Linked DNA regions of Sus scrofa: region 1 is linked to region 2. The links are chromatin contacts, called in public promoter capture Hi-C maps. All regions are on one chromosome and are shown on one strand. Each heading gives the region's core, a stretch centred on a gene start, on an enhancer-like site or on the middle of the called end of the contact. The rest is flanking DNA. Distances are from core to core; before and after follow the strand shown.

The links. Promoter capture Hi-C pulls out the DNA fragments that hold promoters and counts their contacts.
Region 1: a contact with region 2 is called in a promoter capture Hi-C map of liver, with 4 times the contacts expected there. The contact joins the enhancer-like site here to the promoter of RNASEL in region 2. A contact is called at or near these places in 1 of 5 promoter capture datasets (liver), 9 of 47 Hi-C or Micro-C datasets (embryonic fibroblasts, fibroblasts, liver and 2 more) and 1 of 2 datasets of contacts at active chromatin or transcription factors (skeletal muscle).

Annotation. Positions count from the first base shown.
Region 1 is chr9:123,950,692-123,957,396 of Sscrofa11.1, reverse strand. It overlaps RGS8 (regulator of G-protein signaling 8), which reads left to right. Exons shown (of 10, transcript XM_021063775.1): 10 at 1-4,110. Among named protein-coding and RNA genes, the nearest start is that of RGS16, 35 kb to the right of the region's middle. Within about 2 kb of position 4,241, at least 8 of the 83 cell types and tissues checked have an H3K27ac peak or open chromatin away from gene starts, as enhancers often do. A contact at or near this core is called in liver, where this site is marked.
Region 2 is chr9:123,908,809-123,915,306 of Sscrofa11.1, reverse strand. RNASEL (ribonuclease L) reads left to right here and starts at 4,921. Exons shown (of 7, transcript NM_001097512.1): 1 at 4,921-4,959. It overlaps LOC110255523 (a long non-coding RNA gene), which reads right to left. Exons shown (of 4, transcript XR_002335960.1): 3 at 2,313-2,484; 4 at 1,265-1,374. RGS16 (regulator of G-protein signaling 16) reads left to right here. Exons shown (of 5, transcript XM_021063763.1): 5 at 214-2,128. The coding sequence ends at 429.

The DNA of each region.
Region 1 (6,705 bases), core at 2,992-5,491, 43 kb before region 2:
AGTTTTCCAGAAGTTGAATGAGCCGGGGATGTAGCCCCAGTGGACTTTTGTGCAGTGGGGCACTGTGTAACCTCTCTCTTGCTTAATGCCCTCACCCTCCTGTGGCATCATGCTTCACTGATCTCTTAGACTAATGGACAGCTTGGTAAAGGCAGGTGAATTCCCGCAGCACGGACAGCTCTCACGGTGCCTAGTACTTTCCCTGTCTCTCCCTCTTCCCCCTTCCATGCAGGTCATGTAATTATGATGGGGGAGAATGGGGACTTAGGCTGTACCTCTCTTTCCTGCTTGCTTCCTGGGAGCATGCTTTCTAGGAAAGGTCCCTCGCTCGAGGGCCGTCTTGGCCGATCAGCAGCTTCCGTCTTGGTCGCTGACTTTGGGGAACTGAACATGGAACAGGAGGTGAGGCTAAGATCACTGTGAACCTCTGGGTGTGGAGAACCTTCCTAAAATGGCTTCGTGGTGCCCTGGCGCCGCTCTTAGAAATACGTCGGGAAAATCTCCTTTGGAGGATGAGCGAGATGCAGGAAACCTATTCCAGCTGCCCAGGCAAAAGCTCGCTTTGGCCCAAGACTGCAGTGCTGAGAAGATGAAACCTCAGCAGAGGGGCCAGAAAGCAGAAGAGGAGGCTGGACTCCAGGTGGACTGAATCACGGAGAACGTGCTGGAGGTACCATTGGCGTGATTCACAGCCGCTGGATTTGGATTCACGGCAGAGCTCGCAAACCTTCAGCTTGACGAAAGCAACGAGCACCAGCTGAGGCATCCGTGCTGGAGTGCAGGGAACTGAGACCTGGCCTGAATCCTTTCCTCCCGTCGAGTGGGGGTTGGGGCCCTTTTCGATACACCAGAGTTCCAGTGTGCATCCCGATCCAGTAACTTCCTGAATCTCTTCCTTCCTTGGCCCCCGCTAGACAAGGCCAAGAAGGCTCTTGAGTCCCACTGGCTGTTAGGGTCCCCCGCCCTGCCGTATATCTGTGCGTATCTGCGAGCGAGGGTTGGTGGGTCTGCACGAACCATCGAGAAGCGAGAACGCAGGCCTCCTGAAGGGACCTGTGGAACGCCACATTCGGAGCTCCGCAGCCTCATTCGGGTGTTCCTGGTTAGATCAGGTAGGAGTCCCCTGTCCCCACAGGTGAAAATCCATCCTTAGCTTAAGCTGCCAGAATTAATTTAACGATCAGAGTCTCAAACAGGGTATTTTAAACGTTGTTTACACACGAAACGTGCATCTGCTGCCAACTCTGCTGTCGAACACGAGGTGCATATCCATTGGAACAGTCCAGAGTTAGGGAAACACGAAACATTCTAAGAGCAGCCTTGTCGCCCCTGCCACTGCCCCAGGAGAAGAGTCTGAACAGGAGCGTTGGGTGGTGGCCTCATTTGAGGCCCAAGTTCTTGCCAACTGTAGTGGCTCGAAGGCTGCAGAGGGCGGTGTCACGGCGCCTGGTAACTCCCTCCCTCGGTGGGGGCTCATGAAGGACCAGGCTTGGGGAGCCCGAAATTTGCCGCTAAGTGATGGTAAGTGGGGGGGAACGTAACGTGTGTAGAAGAACCCGATAGCTATGTTTGTGGTACTTGTGTGTGTGTGTGTGTGTGTGTGTGTGTGTGTGTGTGTGTGACAATTACGAGCACTAGACTGGTGTGATCTTCCCATGGGTGGAGCTTTCTTCACACCCTTTATGTCCTGCTTCCCACAAAAGGCACAGAGCTCTCCACTCTGATGCTCCTTTAGGCACTTTGGTCATATGCCAGCCCCAATTTTGGTCTGTGATGAAACAAGGAGAAATGTTTACAACATCTAGAGCAATAGCCACGCATACCTCATCCCTGACCTCCGCCTCTCCCAGGCCTGCCCTCTCCCCCGCCCCCTCTCCGCAATTCCTGCTCTGCCGCGTTAGGGGGGCACCCCCAGGGGCTGCTTCTCCCCGTTGGCGTCTTCCTTGGCTCCTCACCCCGGGCTCGTGCTGTGCACTGCCTTCTGGGCTGGAGGCTTGCCCTGAGCCTGGGCCTTTGAAGGCCCACAGCAAGTCCGGGCCCTCGGCCGGGCAGAGCTGTGACTTTTAGGACTGCTCTCCATCCCAGAGTGGCCGTTGGGGCCCGTGGGAATGTTAACCTGTGTGGGGCTGGTGTGGGTTTTCTGTTGCTCTCGGCGAACCAACTAGAACACAGTCGGCGACGACCATTCACAGCCATGGCACCTCTGGGGTGAGGAAGGGTCCCTGAGCAGCGTATGTTATTCAGCTCGATTCACTGGGTTCACCCAGAAAGCCTGTTACAAGTGCTAATTCCCAGAGAGGCTGATCCAGTAGATCTGGGGTGTGACCCAGATGTCTGCATTTTTAGATGCGTTCCCAGGTGCCTAGTGGCCTGTGGACCATCCTTTGAATAAAAGATGGTTGAAGACGGTGCTCCGAGATGGAGGCTCTCGCCCTCGGCTGTTCATTGGAATCACCTGAGGAGTTTAAAAAACCCAAATGCCCAGGTCCCACCGCAGAACAGCTTGGGGTTGGAGTGCAAGGCACATTGGGGTGATTCTAATGTGCAGGTGAGGTTGGGAAGCCCGAGGAGTGAGGAGGAACCCAGCCGAGGGTGAACAGAGCGGTGCGGGCCGAGAGGGCTGGAACACTCCCAGACAGCAGCATGCATAATAACCCAGAATCCACCAGCCCAGAATTGGACCCTGGGTGGCTGCCTCTGGGGCCTCTCTGATGGGCTCCTTAGAGAGAAACTGTTTCTGCCCCAGCTCCAGGCATGGTCAGGCAGCAGCTATGCCAATGGTGAGAACTGAAGGGGTACTTGGGGTTTTCTGTTCCTCCCAAGTCTTGCTCACAGCGCCTCCTCCAAGCTGGCCTCCTGGGCTGCACCTGTTTGTTTGTTTTTATGCGCTCTCGTGTTTGGTCATTTCTGCTCAGGCTGGGTCCAGAGGCCCCATGATACGGTGGTTGGAGTCAGGTGGTGAGTAAAGGGTGTGTGGCCATAATAATAGTGGTGGCACAATAACTTCCAAATGAGTATTGTAATTGGTATTACCCTTGGAATATCAAGCTCTTTGAGGCTTTCTTTTCCGAGGCCGCCATGGGGTTTTGGTTTTTGCTCTAAGCCCTCACCGTTCCCTCTTTGGTCTCAGGCCGGACAGGCATCTGGAAAGTTCCTGGCTGGTTTTACTCTCTGGTGCTCTCCCCAGAACGTGCCGCGCTGGATTAACCAAAGCTGTGAAACGGCTCTCTGCCCAGGCTGTGGGGCCCGGCCTCTGGGTGCAGGTCTTGGGTGCCTGTCCTCGGCAGGGCCGGGCAACTGAGCACTCCAGGTCCTGGACTGTGAGGGAAAGGCAAGAACTCATTGTGCTAAGAGCCGGGGGAGGCTGGGAATGGGGAAGACTGAAGAGGAAGAACTGGGGGGGGGGGCGCGAAGACACGCAGCTCCTGTGGCATCTCCATAACCCCGGGGGAGAGCGGATGAGCGGCACAGTCAGAGGCAGGATGCTCTCCCATCCCAAAGGGCACCCAGCACTCTCCTGACCCTGTCTGTGCCCACCTCCAAACAAGGCTGAGGAATTTAGGACTTTCCATCCGAGGCTGTCCTTCCATCTGCCAAGTATCAGCCCTCTTTAAATCTGCAGCCTCCGTTTTAGAAGCAAGAGAGGTGGCCAAGTCCCCCCTGGCAGTGAAGAGCCTGGTCCACTTGGCATGGGATCGCGAAGGAGGAAGCCAAGACCAGCAATGTCTTCCTGTCCCTGTGACCTCTTGGGATTCACGAGAGGCTGGGGACCAAGCGGAGAGACGGGGGATGGGGCCACTGGCCTTCGCAGGTGTGCGGTCCGGGTCCTTTCCATAACCACATCCTTCGTGAGTCTTACTCCTTTCTGCCCCTCTGCTCCTCGCCCTCTGCCAGGTCCTGCAAAGGTGGCCAGGCTGGTGTGTGCTCCAGCCTTAGCCGAGTCGCGCGGCGCACACGACAGTTTTGTAGCAGCTCATCTGCCACAGAAACGGCTTGGCTGATGGAGCCTCACTGAGTTGTTTCATTACCGTGCAAAGTGGAATAATGCCACTCACCCCTACTATAAACAAGGCTGTGGAGAGCATAATAAACAGAACCTGAACACGCTGCCCTTTGCTCTCTGCCCACATTTCTGGCCGGCTGACTCCTTCCGAGGCAACGCTCCCCGTAACACATGGGCTCCCGGGCGGGGGCAGGGGGTGGGGTGAGCACGCGGCCTCTCCCTGGCGGAGGCTGGCATGGGGCTGGCCATCCGGAAAAGCAGCAGCGTGGGTGGAAACGGGATGGGAATGGCTTGGGGGTGAGTGTGGGGGTGGAGAGTGGCTTCGGGGGATGAGAGCAGCCTCGAAGCTGTAAAGTGCTCTACAAACCCGAGGTGGTGTTTTTATTAGTCCCACCCACTGCCTGAAAACACGGGGAGAGAAGAGGCTGAGGGTGGGTTTATAGCGCTGTTCAGCTGGAGCGATCTGAAAACGGAGGCAGCTGATCTCGCTTGTGCGTGTGTTTCACTGTATGCAGTCGGTGTGCCCCTGCAAGGCCTGTCTGAGTCAGCCAGGCCTCCACAGCCTCTGCTGACAGGTCCCGTGGAAGGGACTGCAGGGGAACGAGCCGGAGCACCTTTTTAAGCGTGGTGATGGGACAGAGATACCCAAAATATTAACAACCCCAAATAACTAAAAGGCACCAGAGAAGTTCTTGTTTTTAAAGGAAAGCTGATGTTTCTTCAAAGGCGAATGCTTTGGGTTAAATGAAGAAGCCTTGGGGTTCCCATCATGGCTCAGTGGTTAATGAACCCAGCTAGCATCTATGAGGATTCGGGTTCTATCCCTGGCCTTGCTCAGTGGATTAAGGATCTGACGTTGCCGTGAGCTGTGGTGTAGGTCGCAGGTGTGGCTCAGATCTGGCATTGCTGTGGCTGTGGTGTAGGCCGGCAGCATAGCCCTGATTCGACTCCTAGCCTGGGAACCTCCATATGCTGCGGGCGTGGCCCTAAAAAGACCAAAAAAAAAAAAAAAAAAAAAAAAAAAGAAGAAGGCTTTTGCCATGCAAATGATACCCCTGCCCCATCCCAGGCTTTGCTGGGTGCCATCCCCAGGAGGCGGCTGGTCCTGGGGAGGGGAGGGGTTGGCTCCCCTCTTTGCAGCTTTGCTTTTCTCCTTCTTGCTACCTCGATTGCCACTTGGGCTTTCTGACACTGCACCCCTTCTCCACCCCACTCAGACTGAGAAGAACGGGGAAGGAGGTGAGATGAGGGAGCCAGGGGCCCATGCCTCCTGGGACAGGCCTCCGGCTCTCCAAGCCTGGGAGGACTCTGGTGAGTCCTTCCTGGGCTTGTGGGAGACTCTGTCCCTTGGGGAGTCCTTCCTTCGGCCAGCTCTGCCCAGCAGGCCTTCTCCTCTGGCCGGTGGCTTGCTCTTTCCTGGGAGGTGCCCCACCTCTTGGGGTGGGGCTGCAGTCGGTTTTGCCCTCCAGGACGCCCTCTAGGACAGCTCCTCGGATGACCCGGTGCCAGTCTCTTTCTCTCAGAGACCTGCAGCCGGCTCATTGGAAGCACTGGGGCCTTCACTTGGCCCTAGAATTACAGCAGCAACTGCTCTGCCTTCGATCTGCAGCCAGAGCCTCCAGCCAGCCCACTGCTCTCCTTTTCAGTTTTCCAGGCTGGTGTCAGGTCCCCAGGCATCAGGGGGCACATGTCAGGCTCTCCCAGGGACCCACCATGGGAGGGAGAGATGAGAGATGGGCACTCGGCCCCATGTGCGTGGGGTGGGACTCACAACTCCCTCCAAAACCCTTCCCTGATTCTCTCCAGCCTTGACCCTTTTCTCTCTGAGACGGGCTTTGAGTCCCCCTCCCTGGTTCTCCCCCCGCTCCCGCTTTGTTTGCTTGGTCTGGAACCCTTTGGATCTAAAATCTATTTCCCAGGCCTTGACTGAAGCCTCTTATGAATGGAAAACCCTTAACGCTATGCAGGCATCTCATTAACATACAGTAAATGTGGGAAAATGTGGAAAAACACAAAGTCCCTTCTGGTCCTACTGTCTTTATCAACAACCTGAGAGCCAGAGGGAGATAAAGGGAAGTCACTAGATTACTCCCTCCTCTGGACACATTTCTTTGTTGGGGTCTGTCCTGGTCCCCTCCCCAGGAGGTGTGGGACGAAGTCTTCCTAAAGACAGGAAGGAGAATGTGGGGCTCCATCAGAGGGGTGCTGCCCCCGCCCCCTGTCCTCGCCTCATTCTACAACATAGAGGAGAGCCCGGGCCCACCGCCCCTGACACCTGGGCTGCAGGCCCAGCCACGGCGGCAAAGTCACAAACCTGGGAGAACTGTCTTTGGCTAGGGTTCCATCCCACACGTCCCTCATAATCCAGGCTGAGAGGCAGATGTCTGAGGGTGAACCCCAGCTTTAGCTGTGTGACCCTAGGAAAGTTATTTCTCTGTGCTTCAGTTGTCTCATCTGTAAATCTAAAATTTTCACAGGGCCAACCACTTGGGGCTGTTGGGAACATTATGTAAATTGACATGGAAGGCTGTTTATGATGCTGCCCAGCACATAGTAGGCACACCGTGTGTGTGAACTGGCATCTTCTCTCACACGGGGATCACCAGGGCTCAAGCCAGCAGCCCCATTCAGAACTCACTTGCTTCTTGATTGAAAAAGGAAACCACTCAAAGCCAAGGATATTGCAAGTTCAATGTCATTTC
Region 2 (6,498 bases), core at 3,672-6,171:
TCGGAGAGACTGTGGGTCAGACCCTGGATCAGAGGTGGGGGAAGGCCCAGAGCTGAAAAGCCCATTGATGGTCAGCTTGGGAGATCCTGGGTTCCTGGCTCAGAACCCGGTGCTCCTTCCACCGCCCCACCTCCCAGTGCCCCCGGGCCTGCTGGCCCCCTCGACTTGCCACCCACCGCCCGCTCACCCATGGGCTTGCTCTCCCTCCCACAGGTAAACCTAGACCATGAGACCAGAGAGCTGACCAGGACGAACCTGCAGGCCGCCACGGCCACGTGCTTCGACGTGGCTCAAGGGAAGACCCGCACCCTGATGGAGAAGGACTCGTACCCCCGCTTCCTGAAGTCCCCCGCTTACCGGGACCTGGCTGCCCAAGCTGCCTCCGCCTCCCCGTCCAGCGGCAGCCCAGCCGAGCCCTCCCATACCTGAGCCTCAGGGCCGGAGGAGGGGAAGCCAGCCGGGCAGAGAGAGGCTGAGTCACCCATCCCCGAGGCGCCGCCCCGCGCGGGTGCGGGAGGCAGGTTCTGCAGAGCAAGGACAGTGAAGGGAAACGCCCGATGGGTGACGTCCTCTCCTCCAGATACTGCGGGACTGAATTCTGTGCATGAGAGTGTCCCCCTGCTTCTAGGGCCTGTGGACGAGGGCTGAAGATGACAGCTGTGCAGGGCTCTCGGGGCTGTGAGGGGAGAACGGTGCTGTGAGAGTCCTCGTTGGCTCTGGCTGATCTCATCAGGGCCAGGGATCAGCCAGGGTGCTTCGGGAAATGTCTGGGTCAAGGGAAACTTGAAAACGAGTGAGGGAAGGCCAGCCAGGTCAGCCGTTTGACCTGCTGACCCGTCAGTCCCCTCTGATCGCATCCCGTTTTCCTAGTTCCCCGACTGTCCTGGGCACGAGGGGAGCCGTGCATGGGGAGCCCTGCCATCCGGTCCTCTCACCTGCCACTGGCCGCCCCTGGGGTCCCCTGGCTTGCACTCCTCAACACTCCTGTGTGCAGCCGTGCAGCCTTGTCAAGGCCAGAGAGCCCGTGTGCCGCTTGTCCCCAGTGAGATCTTTATCTTAGAAACTGGTCTTCGAGTCTCTTTCCGAATCAACAGGAAGCCCTGAAGAGAGGCCATCTTGCTAATGGGAAATGAACCTCGGTGCTTTTGGTGACCTCTCGCTGGTGGCCCCCGACCCCGCGTGTGTGGCAGGGTCCACCTGTGAGCAGGGCCAGCTGAGGGCCTCTGGCTGGGACGTGCCCCCTCTAAGCCTTGGGCTGCCCTTACCTGTGCGTGGGGCCTCGTGGTGAGCGGCTCTTCCAGCTCCTGTGCCAGCAGGTGGAACGAAGAAGAAAGGCATCTTAAGAAACACATCTCTTGGCAGTTCCACAAAGTCCTGTTCAAATCAAGCCAATATTTATATATATATTTTAAGCCAATCTCTCTTTTTTATTTTGTGGTTATGAAAATAGGGACAAAGGGATTCCCCAGGATGGAAGGGGAACCTAGTGTTTCTTTTTTTGTGGCTGTGAGGTGCACTCAGTGGGGCTTCAGGAGAAAGGAGGCAGGTACCTTGACGACCCTTGGACAGACTGTGGAAGCTGGGCAGAGAAGCTGCTGGGAGGAGCAGGATGGGGTGGGAATCAGAACCTGCTTTTCACCTCAGGGCCTCACCTAACATGTGCTCCATGGTGGGACTTCTCCACGGGCCCAGGCTGGTGGGGGAGGTGAATTAACCAGGCAGCCCCCCTTTGCCCCTGGAAAATCCACACTGTTCTCTCTGCACTATGAACTCCTCCAGGAGAAAATTATTTAAGTCTAACATATTGTTGGTTTTGTGACAATGGTCATTGCACATTATTTTTGTTGCTGTCGTTGGGTTGTTGCTATTGTTATTTATTGCCGTTGGAGTTGGCCTCTGCTGGAGTCTCCACGGGAGCTGGCAGCCTGACTGGCTCCCTCTCCACTGGACTCTTCCTCCAGAAGTGCTGGCCACCTCGCAGGGGCTGTCAGGAACTCCTCGCTGTTTAAATATTTATTTATTGTTGACACAGGAGCTGGTTTCCTAGATACGAATGGTGTACTCAACCCTCCTTTTCCTGTTTTAGCATGTGATTTTATTGTGAAATAAAAATAAAACCCAAATGTGAGATCCTGTCTGCAGGGGCTGTGGGGTCCGGGGAAGAGGGAAAGGGAAGTTCCCTGGGGGCTGGGAGGCCGGGGGTGGCGGGGGGAGGTGGTGGCCTGGGAGAGAGGGCCTCTGGAAATGCCACAGGACAGACACAGACAGGGGAGCTCTTAGGTTAAGAGCAGAGGCACAAGGCGAAGACCCACCTTTGCCTGCTGACTGGTTCTCATGGTGGCCACCATTATGGGTAACTTCCTTCAGCGGGTGACAATGCAACAGCCAAGCTGTTATGTCGCGTGGATTGGACCAGCTCAGCTGTCACTTCAGAGCCCATCTCCTCTGTCGACTGGACCCAGCCCGAGCCGTTCCAAGTTCTTCCTGGAACAGAGCAAGGGGTGGTTCTCCTTTGTCAATGAACCATGCATTATCCACTGGGGTGCGGGGGGTGGGTTGGGGGGGTCTACTTCTGTGCCACTGTGATGTCATATAAACTAAAAACAATTAGTATTCTTTGTAATTTCATCATGTCTCTGAGATGAGACATGACCTTTCTTCAATGTTCTACACCCATAGAACGTGCTAGCATATACATGTTTAGCAAATGTCTCTTAAGTTAATGATTCTTTTTAAATCCAGCAAGAGATGACCAGTTAGATGACCCTTTCCAGCTTCCTATAGACTCCTCTCCCCAGACGTCCCACAGGCTCTTCATATGGAGCACAGTCAAAGCCAAGGTCGTTATGTGCCCCTCTGATGTCTACTGCCTTCTGTCTCCCTAACGCTGATACAAAGACGCTGCTTCTCCCAGTTCACCTAGATTTCTTAGAGGCAAATTTCATCCTCTTTAATCTGGGCTCCAAAAACAGCTTCCCACATGGTTTCCCTCCCCAGTCCTCTCCCCCTCCAGCTCACCTTCCAGGCTGGGTCCATCTTTACTCATAAAACACAGAACTGAGCACACCATGACTGCATCAAAGCCCTTTGACAGCTTCCCTTTGACTATAAGGGCACATTCATCTCTTAGATGACATGTGAGGCTCTGATCCCACCTAAGTCCCTCTCCTGACTTATCTCCTGCCCAGACGGCCCTTAGACACAAGCTGTCCTCTCTGCTTTGAATGGCTTCTTTTTTTTTTTTTTTCAATTGGGGGTTGGGGGCTGAGAAGGAACATATCCTCCTCAAAAGAACTCCTGAAAATCCAGCAAACCCTCACTTCCTCAAGTGAAGCCTTCCCAGACGTCCACTGCAGAGAATTAATCTCTGCCACTTCCGTGATTCTGGGACACCATTCTTACCTTGATTGCCTCACGTGCGAACTGGAAGCACTACTTCTCTCTCCACAGCGCTTTTTCTTTCCCTAAACCGCTCTCTTTCAAGATCAGGAGCCGTATTATCTGATAAGATGGGACAGAACAGACCACAGTAAAGCGATTCAGAGCAGGAGCTGTGGAGCAGGAATATTGGGGTTGGACTCCTGGCTCACTCGCTGTATGGCCTTGGGAAGTTAATAAGCCTCTCCAAGGCTTGGGTCCCTCATCTGTAAATGAGGACAATAAGAATGCACCCTGCCTAGGGAACAGGGGATGAAATAAAAGTGTTTAGCACCACACTAACGTCCCATGAATATTATCTATTCTTATGATCTGATTCCAGGTACTTAGCACAGGGCCTTGGACTCAGGAGGCATCAGTCGATAACTATTTGACTTTTTGAAAACAATGGAAGAGTCGTGATTCAAAGCCAGGATTCCAGGTCTACTTTTTCAGGTATAGTACAGATGTTTCCATGCTATATTTCATCTGATGTAAGATGCACTCCAGAATTCCAGATAAGAAAGCAGAAGGTCAAGCCATTAATTCAGGCCAGCTGGTGCTATTTCTGAATCAGTGCTGTTGCTTCCTTGTGGCACTGAAAGGCTCTGGCCCATCCTCACCCTCTGCTGCCCCCCTGTGGCTACATCAGGTCAGGCTCCCAAATCCTTTAAACTCGCCTGGTTATTCAAATTGCTTTATGAGGAAAAGAAAGGTTTAAAACGTAAATAATTGAGGAAGGAGCCAAAGGGTGAGAGATGTAAGTTAGTCAGGTGCTAGACAGTGGAGTTTGAATCTTCATTATTTATAAAATAGTTCCCTTCACTGCAAATCCTCATCCTGGTATTTCCAACCCTCCTTATTAATTACTACTAATTATTCTCTGCAGCATTTTCACCACAAAGCATATTATATATACTTATGTTGTCTGGCTTCTCCCATAAGAATGAGGGTGGGCATTTTCCTCTATGCTGTCCAGTGATGCAGCCCGAATCTCTAGAACAAGGGAAGTTAATCATTTCGTGCCTCAGTTTCCTCATCTGTACAATGGGGTCAAAAATAGTAGCTACCTCATAAGGATTAGATTTTGTGATTTAATATATATAAAGGGCTCAGAACAGTTACTTGAGCACACGCAAGAGCTATGTAAATGTCTGCTACCATCACCATCATCGTCATCATTCTTCTTTTCCGGTAGCAGGTACTATTCACTCCTTCAAAAAGACAGGGATTTGGGAAAACATGGTTGGGATGGAGCTGGATGCTGGGACCTGAAAGGCTCAAGGCTGAGCAGCAGGATCCTGGACGTCAAGTCAGCGCCCAGCTGCCAGGGAAGAGCCATCCCTTTCCTCTAGGGGGTTTAAAGGTGCCACCACCTCTGCCTGGGTGTGGGCATGTGCAGTGTGCCCTCCCTCCTCCTTCCACATTTTTTTGGCCCCGCCCACTGGCTCAGGGACTTCCTCAGGAGGCGCTGTTTGCCCGCTGGCAAGAGGATTTGACGATGAAGTGCTGCCAGAGGGAGGAGGCGGCTGCATTTAAAAGGTAAGGTGCGCAGAAGGAAGAGAGCCGGAAAAGCCTGAGAAGGTGTTTTCTTTGAACGATTCCCGAGGGTGGGCTGGGCGGAAGGAAGGACACACAGCTCCGGAGGACCTGCACCCCCGGGAGCATTCCAGGGTTTCTGTCACTATCCACACAGTCTTCTTTCAAGTGGGCTTGGTTTGTCGGGCATCTCTGGTACTTGGAGAAAATGAAAGTGAAATCGAGACTCTCCCCTTGCAGCCCTTTCGCTGAGCTGTTTCTGTTCTCTGCTCTCGCTTTCTTTGAGTTTCTTCCTCCTCTGCTCCTTTACTTACTCCAGCCCACCTCAACACCCATCCTCACCAGAACTGTCTACACAAGCAGAGGTGTCACTGCCGGGTGTTTGTGCTTACGCTGCCCATCCGATCGATCGGCTCTCCCAGGTGGGAGTTTTGAGAATGTCAGAGGGGTGAGATGGCTGAAAAGTGGTGGCCTTGTGAATTTTGTAGCCGATGCAGTTCGCTAAATATGTAAGTAACAGTTTGCTGCTGTCTGATATTTGAACTGGTTCTAAATTGCTCTGATGTGACTGAGGGCAGCTGGACTAAAAACAAACACCCCAGATTCCTATTTGTGTAGCAGGTATATGCACATGGGTGGGGAGGGTGGATTTATTAACCTTTTTATAAGGGGACATCATTAGCTCTACCATTTATCGGATGCCTAATATTTCCCCCTCCCTACTTTAATACACTTTCTAGGGGGGACTTTATTTATCGTTGCCACATTTGAGGAAACAGAAAATTGAGACTCAATAATCTAAGGTTATACAATTAGGAAGTAAGAGTCTAGTAGTCAGACAACCAGGGGCTCAAATGTAGATCTTGCTGAGGTCAGAGCCTAGCTCTTTCCCCTACCCTGCATGACTTAATTTTTTTCAGCCACACCTGCAGCTGTGCAAGTTCTCAGGCCAGGGACTGAACCTGCACCACAGCAGTAACAACACCGAATCCTTAACTGCCGGGCCACTAGGGAACTCCTATCCTATACTACCTTAAAATAGGAAAGCACATCCGCAGAGAGTCAGAGACACACCGAGCAATGGCAACCAGAAATGCAAATTGACAGAAGACACATTTTGTCTCATTAAATGAGGGTTCTGGTGTTTTCAAGAGGCCATCTATTTCTTCTTTTTTTTTTTTTTTTTTTTTTTTTTTTTTTGTCTTTTTTTGCTATTTCTTGGGCTGCTCCCGCGGCATATGGAGGTTCCCAGGCTAGGGGTTGAATCGGAGCTGCAGCCACCGGTCTACACCAGAGCCACAGCAACACTGGATCCGAGCCGCGTCTGCAACCTACACCACAGCTCACGACAACGCCGAATCCTTAACCCACTGAGCAAGGGCAGGGACCGAACCCGAAACCTCATGGTTCCTAGTTGGATTCGTTAACCACTGCGCCACGACGGGAACTCCCAAGAGGCCATCTGTTTCTGATAAGAGTATGTTTATATGGCATTGGAAAAAAAATCAGTAATACAGGCTGAGAATCCTAAAAACAATCACA